3 separate regions of the Sus scrofa genome follow, and regions 1 and 2 are each linked to region 3. The links are chromatin contacts, called in public HiChIP or PLAC-seq and promoter capture Hi-C maps. All regions are on one chromosome and are shown on one strand. Each heading gives the region's core, a stretch centred on a gene start, on an enhancer-like site or on the middle of the called end of the contact. The rest is flanking DNA. Distances are from core to core; before and after follow the strand shown. Region 1 holds the start of CXHXorf23. Region 2 holds the start of CDKL5 (cyclin-dependent kinase-like 5). Region 3 holds the start of PDHA1 (pyruvate dehydrogenase E1 component subunit alpha, somatic form, mitochondrial).

Evidence for each region. Promoter capture Hi-C pulls out the DNA fragments that hold promoters and counts their contacts. HiChIP or PLAC-seq counts read pairs in DNA pulled down with a chosen protein or histone mark.
Region 1: a contact with region 3 is called in an H3K27ac HiChIP or PLAC-seq map of alveolar macrophages. The contact joins the promoter of CXHXorf23 here to the promoter of PDHA1 in region 3. A contact is called at or near these places in 1 of 5 promoter capture datasets (liver), 1 of 47 Hi-C or Micro-C datasets (heart right ventricle) and 2 of 2 datasets of contacts at active chromatin or transcription factors (alveolar macrophages and skeletal muscle).
Region 2: a promoter capture Hi-C map of fetal liver shows a contact between it and region 3, with 8 times the contacts expected there. The contact joins the promoter of CDKL5 here to the promoter of PDHA1 in region 3. A contact is called at or near these places in 4 of 5 promoter capture datasets (fetal liver, liver and skeletal muscle), 33 of 47 Hi-C or Micro-C datasets (adipocytes, adipose tissue, alveolar macrophages and 17 more) and 2 of 2 datasets of contacts at active chromatin or transcription factors (alveolar macrophages and skeletal muscle).

What each region holds. Positions count from the first base shown.
Region 1 is chrX:16,310,081-16,314,496 of Sscrofa11.1, reverse strand. It overlaps CXHXorf23, which reads left to right and starts at 2,071. Exons shown (of 13, transcript XM_021080785.1): 1 at 2,071-2,239; 2 at 4,374-4,416.
Region 2 is chrX:14,856,654-14,861,011 of Sscrofa11.1, reverse strand. It overlaps CDKL5 (cyclin-dependent kinase-like 5), which reads right to left and starts at 2,186. Exons shown (of 19, transcript XM_021080550.1): 1 at 2,012-2,186.
Region 3 is chrX:15,697,562-15,701,894 of Sscrofa11.1, reverse strand. It overlaps PDHA1 (pyruvate dehydrogenase E1 component subunit alpha, somatic form, mitochondrial), which reads right to left and starts at 1,971. Exons shown (of 11, transcript XM_003360244.4): 1 at 1,633-1,971. The coding sequence starts at 1,689.

The DNA.
Region 1 (4,416 bases), core at 822-3,321, 610 kb before region 3:
CAGGAAAGATGCAAGTTATGTTGTACAATTTAAGTTTCTCCAGCTATTCTTGTCTTGGAGCTTTGTGTTTCATTTGTAGAGTTACTGCTGAACAAACGGGTATAACAGAGAATTATCACAAATACTTGCTCTTCCTAAAAGAGACCAGAACAAATGGAGAAGAAACAATTCTTGAAGGTAGAATGGAACAAAATGTTCCTGCACTGAAGCCATATATATGCAGATGAAAGGGTCTCACGTCTCTTAACCAGACAGAAGGGGCAATATGTGCACTTGAGTGGAAGCAAAAGCAGTATTCATCTCAAGTGGCAGACATTTCAGTATAGCCAGAACGTTGAGTACAAGGGGGAGAGAGGCTCGAGCGGTAAGTATGAAGCAGATAATAAAAGGCCTTATATACTCTGCCAGGGAATTCTCGCTGCACAACAGGAAGCAAAATCATGTGTGAAGAGAGGAAAATGATCATTGCTATGGGTCTTCAAGAGAGTGGGAAAGGTTAGTAACAGCACTTACTGGAAATGAGAGATGTCTCATAAAAGTATCCCTGAGAGGCACCAAGGCTTGCCGCTATGATGGGTGTCCATAAATTTGTAGTGCTATCATTCTGTTGTAGGTGTGTGACTTTCCTCGCAAGCAGTGCTTAGAAGTATAGATGTAGGAATGGAAAAATGCAGCTAACTTGAGTGTTTCAGGGTGGTGGGTGGATGTTAGGATGTGTCAAAACGCAGTTAGAGGGGCTCTGTTTACAAGAGTGGTTGAAGTCAAACACCATGGGCTTAAGTCAGGTAGAAGTTCGGGGGATTTGAGAGCTTTGTGGTTTTTGAAGAACAAGTATACTGGGACTAAGGGAGAGATAGGACTGCAAGGATGAGGCTTGGGTCCAAATAAATGAGGTTTTAGCTGTGGGACAGCACAAAGTGATGGATGTCTAGGTTTTCTAGAGTGGGCACCTGGAAATTGGCGGATAAAGTGGAATAGCGGTAAAGCCATCGCGATTGAGGAAGTTATGGAAACATGGCTTAGTCATGGGTATTGGATTCATCAGGATGATGGCAGTGATTAAGATGAGGAGGAAGGAGTTCCCGTTGTGGCACAGTGGTTAACGAATCTGACTAGGAACCATGAGGTTGCAGGTTCGATCCCTGCCCTTGCTCAGTGGGTTAACGATCCGGCGTTGCCATGAGCTGTGGTGTAGGTCGAAGACACGGCTCGGATCCCGCGTTGCTGTGGCTCTGGTGTAGGCTGGCAGCTACAGCTCCGATTCGACCCCTAGCCTGGGAACCTCCATATGCTGCGGGAGCGGCCCAAAGAAATGGCAAAAAGACAAAAAAAAAAAAAAATGAGGAGGAAAACTAACAGTCAGTAGAAGACAGTGACAAGGGAGGGTAAAAGGGCCACCAGCTGGAAAGGGGTGAGAAGAAAATCAAAGGGCCAAGTGAGAAAGCTCCAAGAGCCTTTGGGATGCTAGATGGAGTGTGGGAAGAGAGAAGTCGGGAGCGCAGGCAAACATGAGTCAATATTTTGAATTGCATGGTGGAGAGATGTTAGTATCATTAACCTATTTGGGCGGTCCAGAGGGGAAGTTCTGTTTTCTGGGTAGAAGCTTCATTTGAGGCCACCGGGAATGGCTAGAGATGGAGCAGGCAGGAGAGAGGCCGAAGCAGTGCAGGTTCAGGTGGGCTGGCTCTGGAAGGGCTTGGAGGGGCAAGCCAGGGGCTGCAAGGCCGAGGCTCATCTGCTCTGGTCATCCACAAAAAGCTGGAAAGCCCAGGAGGCCAACTCGCCCTGACTGAGGGGTGAGCTCCGACCCCTGCCCTTTAACCCCCAGTATCCAAGGACCACTCTGCCCAGCACAGTCCTTCCTTACGACAGGAGGGCAGCAGACGGCGCACGCGCTCTGGACAGAGAGGCAGAGGTGGGAACGGCCAGCAGAGGGCGCAGGCGTTCTAGCCAGAGCCGCCCGGGCGGGGCAACCCTCGCTGGGAAAGAGAGCAGAGGTCGGTGGTGGGAGAGCGGGCTCGGCGCGAGGCGGCGGGCGGTGGGCGTGGCCAGGGCGCGGGGGAGGGGCGAGGCGGTTCCGGAAGGAAGTGGTTCCGGGTCCCGCGGCCCAGCTGAGGTAACTGTGGTGCCACTGCCTTGCGAGGCGGCGGCCGTGTGAGGGGCGAGGCCCGAGGGGCCGGTGGCGGCGGCGGTAGCGGCGGCGCGGCGGCGGCAGTGGCTGCGAAGACTTCCCGGCCGGGTGAGCGGCCCTGGGGGGCGGGCGGGGCGACGAGGCCCGGGCCCGCGGGGAGGGCGTGTCCGTCGCCTGGGAGGGGCGGTTCTTGGGGTGGCGGGTGGGGCGGCTGGGAGGTTGCGGCGGCCCAGCTCAGGCTCCCGGGGGACCGCTCCCGTGTCACTGCCTCCGGCCACTGGACGGAGTCTTTATTTTAGACGCCGCGACCCCGGCACCTGCTGCCGCGGCACGGATCCTCGCCCGTCGTTGGGCAGGCTTCGGCCCCGGCGGTTTGGAGCGTCTGTCTTGGCGACGGGGGTGGGGCGGGGGGAGCGGTGTCCAGGGACCGTGCCCTTTCCCGTGAGGCGGCTGCGGACGCGTCGCCTGCGGGACCGGAGCCGAGGAGCCCCTGCTTTGTCCTCGGGAGGCCCTCTTGCCGCGAAGCGGCATCTTCCTTCGGTAACGTCCAGAATGAGTAGCGTAGGCTGCTCTTTATCCTGCAGATCAAAGTAAAACTTGTCTTTTTAGAAACGTGTCCTGAAAATTGGCGCATCTCCTGTGCTTCTCTCAGGTGTATTAGGAAACCGGGCCGGTCCCTGGCAAGATTGTCCTGTTGGTAGGTCGGGAGAGAAAGAAATGGGAGAGAAACTTATCCTCCCAAGTATTTTCCTGCCTCTTAGGTGATGGCTTTTCTTTTCTGGATCAAAGTAAAAAACTACAGGTAGAAATCAGGAAGGTCTCTCAGACTTCTGGCCAGACAGCCTTTTTCACGTTTTTCTGAATGCCAACTGGTACGAATGAAAGACTGGAACTTGAAAAGGAAAGGTTTTGGTGTGCAGTCAAGATGTGTGCCTTATTTTTCTATGGTGTTTTAATGGTGATAGTATACAATGCTTTATTTTTTCGTGGTATTTTAAAAAATGGCTCCTAAAATGTTCTTTGGAACGCCCTGCTTTCTCATACCCTCCCCAGAAGCCTTTAAAACGCCTAGCTATAAACATTTATATAAACATTTAGTGACATATTTATATATGAAATCTCTAAAATAGACAAAATCGCAGTGAAGAAGGTACACTCTTTTCCTATTCAAGTAGCCATTGTGAATATGGTTATACTGGGGCTACACCTCCAGTCTTTTTCTGTGCAGAGATGAATGCATGAATTTGTCTAAAGTGGATTCTCTTTGGTAACCATTTTTTCCCCTGACTACATAGCATGCCATTATATGGCTGCAGTCATTTATTTTTAAATGGTTATTCCCAGTTTTTCACTACTTAAAGACATTCTTGGAGAAATGTAAAATGTGCATGTCCACGATTACTTCCTTAGTGTACATTCCTAGATAATAGAATTGTGGGTTTTTTTTTTAATGTGAATTGCTCAATTTCCCTCAGGAAAGGATGTGCTATTTTGTACTCCCACCAACAATCTGTGAGTGTCCTTTTCCCCACCCTAGCAAAAGGCAACGTTTAAAGGATTTCTATAGGCACACTTTGGGACCATATATGCTCTCCAGCCAAGTACCAGTATCCTTCTCTAGCTGTCACCTTTTTCTTTCTTATCTGTTGATGGCAATTTAGGATCTCATTTTTTATTCCACCTTTACCAGTTTAATAAAGAAGGGTTATCTAGGTGAAGCAAAGGACAGATTTAAAGTCAGGACTTCCTTGAGTTCCAGTATATCTGATTACCTTGAACAGGTCGCTTCCCTTTTCGAAGGGACTATTTCCTCAACTTGGAATTAGAGATTATTGTGCTTTTGCCTTATCTCTCTGGTGGTTTTGAGGGTCAAATGAGGCATTTATGAGGAGTACATTTAAATGTACTTTGTCTTGTTGCTAATTATGCCATCTTGTAAAAATTTCAGAGCACAAAAACATCTTGATTTTTACCGTAAATTTCTGAATTAAAAAAGCTGCTCTCTGATACCCTTCACCCCTACTCTTTCAGCCTTTAAATTTAAAGTTTTATTCTGCTGCCCTAGATTATCTTCAGAATGATGTCAGAGTTATGAAATGAGGTGAATGAATGAATCCACAAATGTTGAAGGAGAACATATTTAAAGGCATTATACATAAAGCTGAGGGGGACAGATAAAAAGCTGAACAAAACACAGACCTTGAGATCATGATAAATAAAACATCGTCTTTGTGCCCTACAGGCTACAGAATGTCCAGGCAGCTAGAGGGCATAAAAGCTGCTTT
Region 2 (4,358 bases), core at 937-3,436, 840 kb after region 3:
AAGTCCCCAGATTTCCAAATCTGCCCTTTATCAGACATCAGAGAGGGTGATGGTGGGGCAAGGATCTATCCCCTGAGTGGCTCTGCACCTTCCCCCATCCACCTTGGGAGTTTAGCTGGATGGGGATGGAAGGTAAAGGGTGGGGCCTTGCGAAGCTCGGGTGCAAAGGAGAGCAAGCAGGTCCAGACCCTGGGAACTGGACGAGGTTCCTGTCTGGAGCAACGTGGGTTATGAAGAGCCAGAGGGACAGATGTAATCAATCACTGGAGACGCCACTGGAAAAACCGAATATAGACATTTGTTTCAAAGGTCAGAGATAGAATCTATATTGTCTTGCAAGGCTAAGAGTTACAAGTCAGAGGGAGACCAAACTTGGATGAAAGGCAAGTCAGGGAGAAGTGAGAGGGACCCAGGACCATCGTCGTGGCTGGTGTAAGATATTCGTTTCCATAACCACAGTAGAGTGATGAAGAGCATAGTTCAAACTCTGGCTTAGCCACTTCCCAGATGACCTCACTTTACTCATCTAAGTGAGATGAACTAGTGAGTTCACTAACTTACTTGAGCTTCTCTGAAGTTCTTTTTGAATAGAATTTCTAGATAGAAACAACTGAGGTGTATATGTTGGTATATGTTGGTTAGGTCCTTTCTGGGCATACATGCAGTAGGCAAGCACATCGACCTTTAGCACTTGGTGCATGGAAACTTCAAGGAAGGATCAATTGAAGTAATAACATATTTGGCATACTGGCTTTCTCAGCTCATTACCGTCAATTGCTATTTAAGAAAATGTTTATTGCTTCTAAAGAAAATGTTTTTAAAATGCTGTTTTTGTCTTTTTACGGCCGCACCTGCAGCATATGGAGGTTCCCAGGCTGGGGTCGAATTGGAGCTGCAGCCACTGGCCCAGGCCACAGCCACAGCAACTTGGGATCCAAGCCGCGTCTGCCACCTACACCACGGCTCACAGCAACGTGGGATCTCCAACTCACTGAGCGAGGCCAAGGATCGAACCTGTGTCCTCATGGATGTCAGTCGGGTTCATTAACCACTGAGCCACAATGGGAACTCCAAGAAATTTTTAAAAATTTTAATGAGAGAGAGGTAAACTCCTTCTCTTGGCGCTTATGATTTAAATACGTCCTGCCCTCTTTCTAATTATCAGCCCTGCGAGTTTCCTTCCCTTTCCAGCTCTTGAACCTACATTGGTTCTTTCTTGGGTTACAGGTCTTCACTATCTTGGAAAAGCCTTTCACCGCCTCTAATTACCATCCCCTTTCTCCTTGTACTTGCCCACTTCTTGAGCATAAGGTCAATATTCACTATAACAGATAACCATGCTACCAACACCTAGATTTAACAGATGCTAATATTTAACAAACCTTGCTTCAGAAATCTTAAAAAAGAAAATTAAAACATTAGAGGGGACAGTTAAAGCCTGTCCCCCCCCAAATGTACTAGCCCCTCCCCTGTTATCTCCAGAGGTCACCACTGTCCTCACTCCCAAGAATGCCTGTACTTTTAACAATATATGTAGATTGCCATAATGTGCTTTACAAATATCATATTGTATCTATCTGTTCCACTGTGCCCTTTTTTCCACCGAAGATTTTGTTTTTGAGATTTGTTCATTAGGCTATTGTCGCAGTTGAATCCATCAGTCCCTGTGAGAAAGAGATGGGGAGAAGGAACTCTTTCTGGAGGTGAGGAGGGGTTCCTTTGCTGCCTGGGAGTGACCTTTATTTCAAAGCAAGGAGACGAACTAAAGGCATCATGATGGTGAAATGCGTCGCCTCCTAAGAGCATCTGTGTTATAAGCAGTACTTTAAATGGCTGGGGTTCTAACAATAGATTTTAAGAGGCAATTTGAGAGAAGCTTTCTGACACTTCACATACAAAAGCAACTTTTTTCCCTCCCGTCCAGAGGACAGTCCTTCTCGTCTTTTTTTACCACTCCCTCCACAAGATTATTATATTTTTCCTCATTCAGAAGAGTTCCTAATCTTCTTACCTTGGAGATGTCGATTTTAAAAAGGCCCCCATCTAGCCGGTGATTGCTGTGTTCCGTCCTGCCGGTTTCCCGGGCTTCCTCAGGGCTGCAGGAAAATCAGTTGCTTTTCGTGTTGTCCCACAGTGCCACCTGCTGCACTGAGCGAGGCATCGCAGGCTCCTTTAGCATGTATTTTACAAGAGCAGTTTTTTTCTTAAAGGGGCCGAGGATCATTTCGGTTTGGTTTGCTTTGTTTTCGAACGCGGATGAACGTCTGCACTGCTACATAATTGAGAACATGTCCAAAGCCTTTGAGGGCTAAGAGGACATTGTCCAAGGAGTGGATTCTATCTCGGGGAGCCTGAGTCTGAGATCTTGCATTTCTAATAAGCTCTCCGGTGACGCCAGCGCCCCTGACCTAGGACTACATTTGAGTAACGAAGGATTAGAATAAAGCGCAGGGGACTTCTACAAATAACCCTCCTTGGAGATGTAGATTTAAAACACAATCCAGCACAAGATTGCAGTCTGATTTTTTTTTTTTTTTTTTCCTCCGGGGCTTTCCACCTAGCGTCACAGAAAAACAGTCACTTAGAGTTGTCCCACAGTGCCATCTATTGTCCGAGAGAAGCAGGCAGCTGAAAGTTAATTTTCCGTCTGCAGTGCTTCATCAGGGGAGTTCCTTCCCTGGAAGGGAACCAAGACTATTTGTTCTTTGGTGTGTTTTGTTTTGTAACACTAATAAGCCTCTGAAGTTCTCTATCGCTAAAATTTCAAAAAAACCTAAAAGTTCTTTAGGAGCATTTAAATAAGAGTTTTAGAATTTCTTTGAGCACTTGAATGTTGAATGATCTAAAAAAATTTTTTTCTTCTTCTTTTTCAGCTGCACACGAGGCATATGGAAGTTCCTGGGCCAGGAATGGAATCTGAGCCATAGCTGCCTCAGCTGCGACAACACTAGATCCTTAACGCTAGTGCCACAGCAGGAACTCCCAAAGTTTTGATTTTTATTGTCTTCATTTGATGGTGCCAGAAATGGGGTTTTCATTCAATAAGGCTGTTGGGGGAGGAAAAATAATTTTCTTCTACCCTCCTAGGTTCTTACCGAGACCTTCCTATAACAAAACACAGATCAACATGAGAAAAAATAAACAGAAGTTCACTTTATTTTGTTTGTTTGTTTTTTTATGGTTGTACCTGTGGGATGGATATGGAGGTTCTCAGGGTAAGGATGTAATTGGAGTTGTTGCTGCCAGCCTATGCCAGAGAAGCAGCAACGCCAGTTTCTTAACCCACTGAGTGAGGCCAGGGATCGAACCTGTAACCTCATCATTCCTAGTAGGATTCGTTTCCGCTGCGCCGCGACGGGAACTCCAGCAGTATAATAATATATGTCCTCCTATATACTTGGGAGAGACCCAGAAAAAAATGAGTAACTCTTGGAAATGGCCAAGCCATCACTTTAAATACCATCTCTAGCTAGAGACAAAAGAAGATGTTGGTGGGGGCAGGTTATTAGGCAGAGCCTAATCAACAAAGGTAAGAATGTCATGCAGATTTTAAGTCCAAGCCTCCTCAATTGGTAAATTTTTCTAGAGATTGAGAGTCCTCTTCTTCCTGGTAAGGGAGACACCCTTACAAATGGAGATTTCCCTTATACATGTAAATGTCTCTTCTGAGGAGGTAACTTCTACTGGATTTTCAGAGCATTTCTGTGTTTGCTGATTTCTTAAAAATAACAAGCTCAGGAGTTCCTGCAGTGGGTTAAGGACCCAACATTGCCACAGCTGCAGCTCAGATTCGATCCCTGGCCCCAGGAACTTCCATATGCCACAGGTGTGGCTGAAAAAGAAAAAAAAGGCGTGAAAATAATCCTTATGCCAAAGGGGCGTATTTGGGGGTAACATATTCTGCTCCCCTTCAAGACTTTCATTGCGCCAGTATTTTTAGAGCATCTTTTGGGAGCAAAGCTCTGTGCCTAGGCCTCTGCAGGGATTTGTAGGTAATGAGAGCGCTCCAGGGATGGGGCAGGAGCAGTACAAAATGCGGGTGGGACATGAGGGAGCTGCTGGGAGAGACAGCTCCGAGAGGCTTCTTGGTGCTGCTTGGGGACAGAGACCACGTCTCTCCTTTCTAGGTCTGGAAAGTAATCAGCTCTAGCAGGAGCATCTCTAGGCCACACCCAGCATCGGGGCACCAACCAGAAAGCCCCACCTTCCAAAGCCTCAGCTGCCGCTTTGAGTCAGGGCTCTCTGGTCTGCAAAACCCCCCTTGTATTTTGTGCAGGGGCAGTGAAAGTGCCTTCCTTTCCACTTGTCACAGGGCACAAGTTCAGAATTGCTTTGGGGTAAACTCCTGTAGAGTTTAT
Region 3 (4,333 bases), core at 722-3,221:
TCAACTAAAAACTGATGTTTTGGACATTAAATAGTCACGTGCCTGGCACACATTAAGGGCACAATAAATGCTGGATTTATCTTTTGTGTACATAGAAATAAAAAATAAATACAAAAACTAGAGCTCCTGTCGTGGCTCAGTGGTTAACGAATCTGACTAGGAACCATGAGGTTGCGGGTTCAACCCCTGGCCATGCTCAGTGGGTTAAGGATCCAGTGTTGCCGTGAGCTGTGGTGTAGGTCGCAGACGCGCTCGGATCCCGAGTTCCTGTGGCTCTGGAGTAGGCAGGTGGCTACGGCTCTGATTCGACCCCTAGCCTGGGAACCTCCATATGCCGCAGGAGCGGCCCTAGAAATGGCAAAAAGACCAAAAACAACGGTGAAATGTGCTTGTTTTTCAGGGAGATCCAATCACAACCTAAATGCTAATACAGATTAATCACATGGCATTCTGTGTTTGTCAATCAATGGCAGTCCTAGAGAAGTACACTTCCTCCAACCGTTCGATGATCTCTGCCCTATACCAAGCTGAGCTGCCAGTCTTGGGAGTTACTGGAGCAAGAACTGCAAGTCAAAACTTGGCTGCAGTGATACCAAGTCACATTACCACCCATCCCGTGCTTAGAGGTCAAAATGCTCTGAACTTCGGCTAGGAATGTCTAAAAGTTGGAGCCATAAATAGCGCTAACCTCTAACCCCATCCTCCCAAACACCACTTTAGCTACTTCTATCCTAAATGAGAGTGTCTCCGCATCTGTGTGCAAGTGGAGGGCCTCCCTCTGGGTTCTGCCTGACGGCTTTTGAATCGACTGCCTAGGAAAAGCTCACCGTTGAGGCAGAGGGGAGGAAAGAGTACCAAGTGTGTTGTTTCTCTGGAACCCAACCCTGCATCAACACTCCACAGAGCCGAGCGCTGGCGTTCAACAAATGTATACCAAATTGGGAACTCAAATAATAACAATATTTAATACTGACGGCACCTACCATGTACCAGGCGCTACCGGAAAGGTTTACATACTTGTCACTCCTTTAAGCCTCACGACAACCCCATGGAGTAAGTACTCTCCATTTCAGAAATGAGGAAATTGAGCACCGGGCTGTTTTAAGAAAAAAAGCAAAACCAAAAAACTCTTGCCCAAGACCACAGGGCTAGTAAAGAGTGAGGCTGGCGTCTGAACGGAGTCAGTCTCCGGATTCCTGGTCAAGAGGAACTAAGGAAAAATTTTAATGAACCGGCCAGGAAGAGGCAGCCAACTCGAGGAAGCCCAAGGCCCCCTTTTCTGTCTACAGTAAAGGAACGGGCACTTTTGCTTCTTTTGGGGGGCGGGGGGCGGGCATTTTGGGGCCGCATCAACAAGCCCGGCACGGGGAACCACTGCTGACCTCCACGTGGACCTTGTAAAGCTCCCCCTCCAACAGGCGGCGCCGCTTGGCCGAGTCGCCGCTCCGCTCGCGGCCAGGAGTGCAGCACACAACGTGGAAGCAGAACAAAGGCCTGCGGCTCCCCGAAGACCGCTGCGCCCGGCCCGACCCGCCCGCCTAGCCCGCTTGCCCTGCCCTTTGGCGTCCTCCGGCGTCGGGCCCCGCCTCGGTCCCGCTCTTTCCCTGCCACGGGCCGCTCAGGCCGACTCACCGGCTTCTGGGCGACGCCCGACAACACGCGGGAGACGGCGGCGAGCATCTTCCTCATGGAGTGCGGGCAGTGGCAGCAGCGGCGACTCCCAACCGCTCAAGCAGCGAGGCCCAGAAGTCTCCAAGTCTCCTTCAGGCGCCCGGGGAGGACGCTAAGACCTAACGGCGGCGCTACGGAACGCGACGCGACGCGACGCGACGGAAGACGTCATGCGCCGCACCGGGCCACGGGCCAACCAGGATTGCTCTCAGGGCGTGCCCCGCCCACCCGAGAGGCCCACGGCCGCCCATTGGGTGTCGGAGCCAGAGAGCTGGGCTGAGGGCTGCCTCCGTCACCACACGGGTGAGGGGCGGGAGACCTGAGGACGCCTGCGTGGGAAAGCGAGGCCACGCCTCCAGGGCCACTCGGGAATGGACCCTGTTAGATTGGGCGCCACAGCTGAGCCGTGCTCCTCTGGAGATCGTTCAAGGGCAATACTACCCAGCGACTAGTCTTGCCAGTACTGCACCTTTGCAGCCTCTGCTCAATACACTGGATGATAAAGATTAATAGCCTGATGGGGCCAAAGGACAGAACATATGGTTTTTATAAATGGTTCTGCTGCCAACTTGTCTCTAAGAAGTTACATAACAGTTGTAAAAGGCTTCCCTGCCTACTTGAGCTAGGATCTGATGAAATAAAATTATTATTTTAAAGCAAGGCAAGAATTTTTTCTTTTTCTTTTTTTTTTTGTCTTTTTAGGTCCACACCTGTGGCATATGGAGGTTCCCAGGCTAGGGGTCGAATTGGAGCTGCAGCTGCCGGCCTACGTCACAGCCACAGCGAAGGGACCCAAACCACATCTGCAACCTACACTACAGCTCATGACAATGCGGAATCCTTAACCCACTGACTGAGGCCTGGGATCAAACCCGTGTCCTCACGGATACTACTCGGATTCGTTCTTGCTGAGCCATGACCGGGCCTCCAAGACAAGAAATATTTAAACAAAAATGTTTTCTCTGTCTGTTTGGGCCTTCTCCACACACACCCCCCCTTTCTGGTGTGCATTGTTCATCTACATTATTCATTAAGCTCACCTCCCCAATGGCAGAAATACCTCCTCAGCCATAAAGCTCAATTTTTCTTCTTCTAGAGCCAGCCATGTAACTCCTTTGAAGATAACATTCCTTGCTCAATCCTGTAAATCGTCGTGATTGCCCTCCACTCACCTCGTATGTGCAGACATCTTTGGTGAACTTTATGCACAAATGCCAATGTATCATTTCCCTTAAAGATAGCGACTGGTACAGAACAGACTGAGTCACAAGACCTAGGGAGATACAGGGCTGCAATGAATGGAATTTCTTCGCTTAAATACTTACGACCTTATTAATGTCTCTAGCTATACTCCTTGTATCCTGCCTGTTTTACAAGACTACTGTTTCTTGCATTACCAAATGGGCAACTGAGCCTCTGATAAAAGTAAGATGACTAGCTGACTTGGAACGAAGGACCAAAGATACATATAATTCTACCAGATCAATGTTGGTCATAGTGTAACCCTAGATATGGAAAGAAGCAACAAGAAGGAACCATTTCCTGGATCCTAACAGACTGGTATGACAGGTGGTCCTGAGGCTTTGGGCTACTGTTAGCAGGGCTTAGTCCCATAAGAGCACATGGAGGGTCCTAGCAAGGAAATCCTCCCCTGACCTGGGAATGAGCATTTCTAGTGGTGTGGGCCAAGTGGGTCATGAAATGCTTCCCAAATCTTCGTCAAAAATAAGATCAAAATGGGGGGGGGTTGTAAAACAAAAAATGTTGCCCAGCATGCAGTTCTACAAGAATCAAGTCATTAGCCACTGCAGTCACTGACCTAAAATACACCTGAAGAGGATTTCAGGATTAAGATCAGGGTGAAGCATTTTGTGCTCTGGGAAAACTGGCAGAACTAGCCCTCGGACAGATATTTTCAGGAGAAAATTTGATGAATCCAGTTTCTTGCATTTTCCCATACTTGGAAAAGCAGTAAAACCATTAACTAAGATATGTGTCCCCTTGTGAATAGCAGTAACCTTATACCAAGATAGGTGCTTGACTGCACATCCGCTCTCTCGAAAATCACACTGCACTGGCCTTCCTCTCCCTTTACCTTTTGAGAACAGTGCTCACAGCTCTGAGAGGATGTCTCCCAGGTTTTGAGCCTCAGGTTGGCTCAAATAAAAATTTGCCGTATCTTTATTTTTATTTATTTATTTATTGCTTTTTAGGGCCACACCTGCAGCATATGGAGGTTCCCAGGCTAGGGGTTGAATCGGAGCTACAGCTGCTGGCCTACGCCACAGCCAGAGCAACGTGGGATCCGAGCTGTGTCTGCAACCTACACCACGGCTCACGGCAACGCCAGATCTTTAACCCACTGAGCGAGGCCAGGAACTGAACCCTCAACCTCATGGTTCCTAGTCGGATTCGTTTCTGCTGCGCCACGACGGGAACTCCTTCCATATCTTTCTTAGGTTGACCGTTGATTAATGTTTTCATCCTTATAAAATAAGTCATGGAGACATAATGACAGCATATTTGGTTTTTTTTGTTTTTTTTTAAATCTTTTTTTTTTTTTTTTGTCTTTTTGCTATTTCTTGGGCCGCTCCCGCAGCATATGGAGGTTCCCAGGCCAGGGGTTGAATCGGAGCTGTAGCCACCAGCCTACACCAGAGCC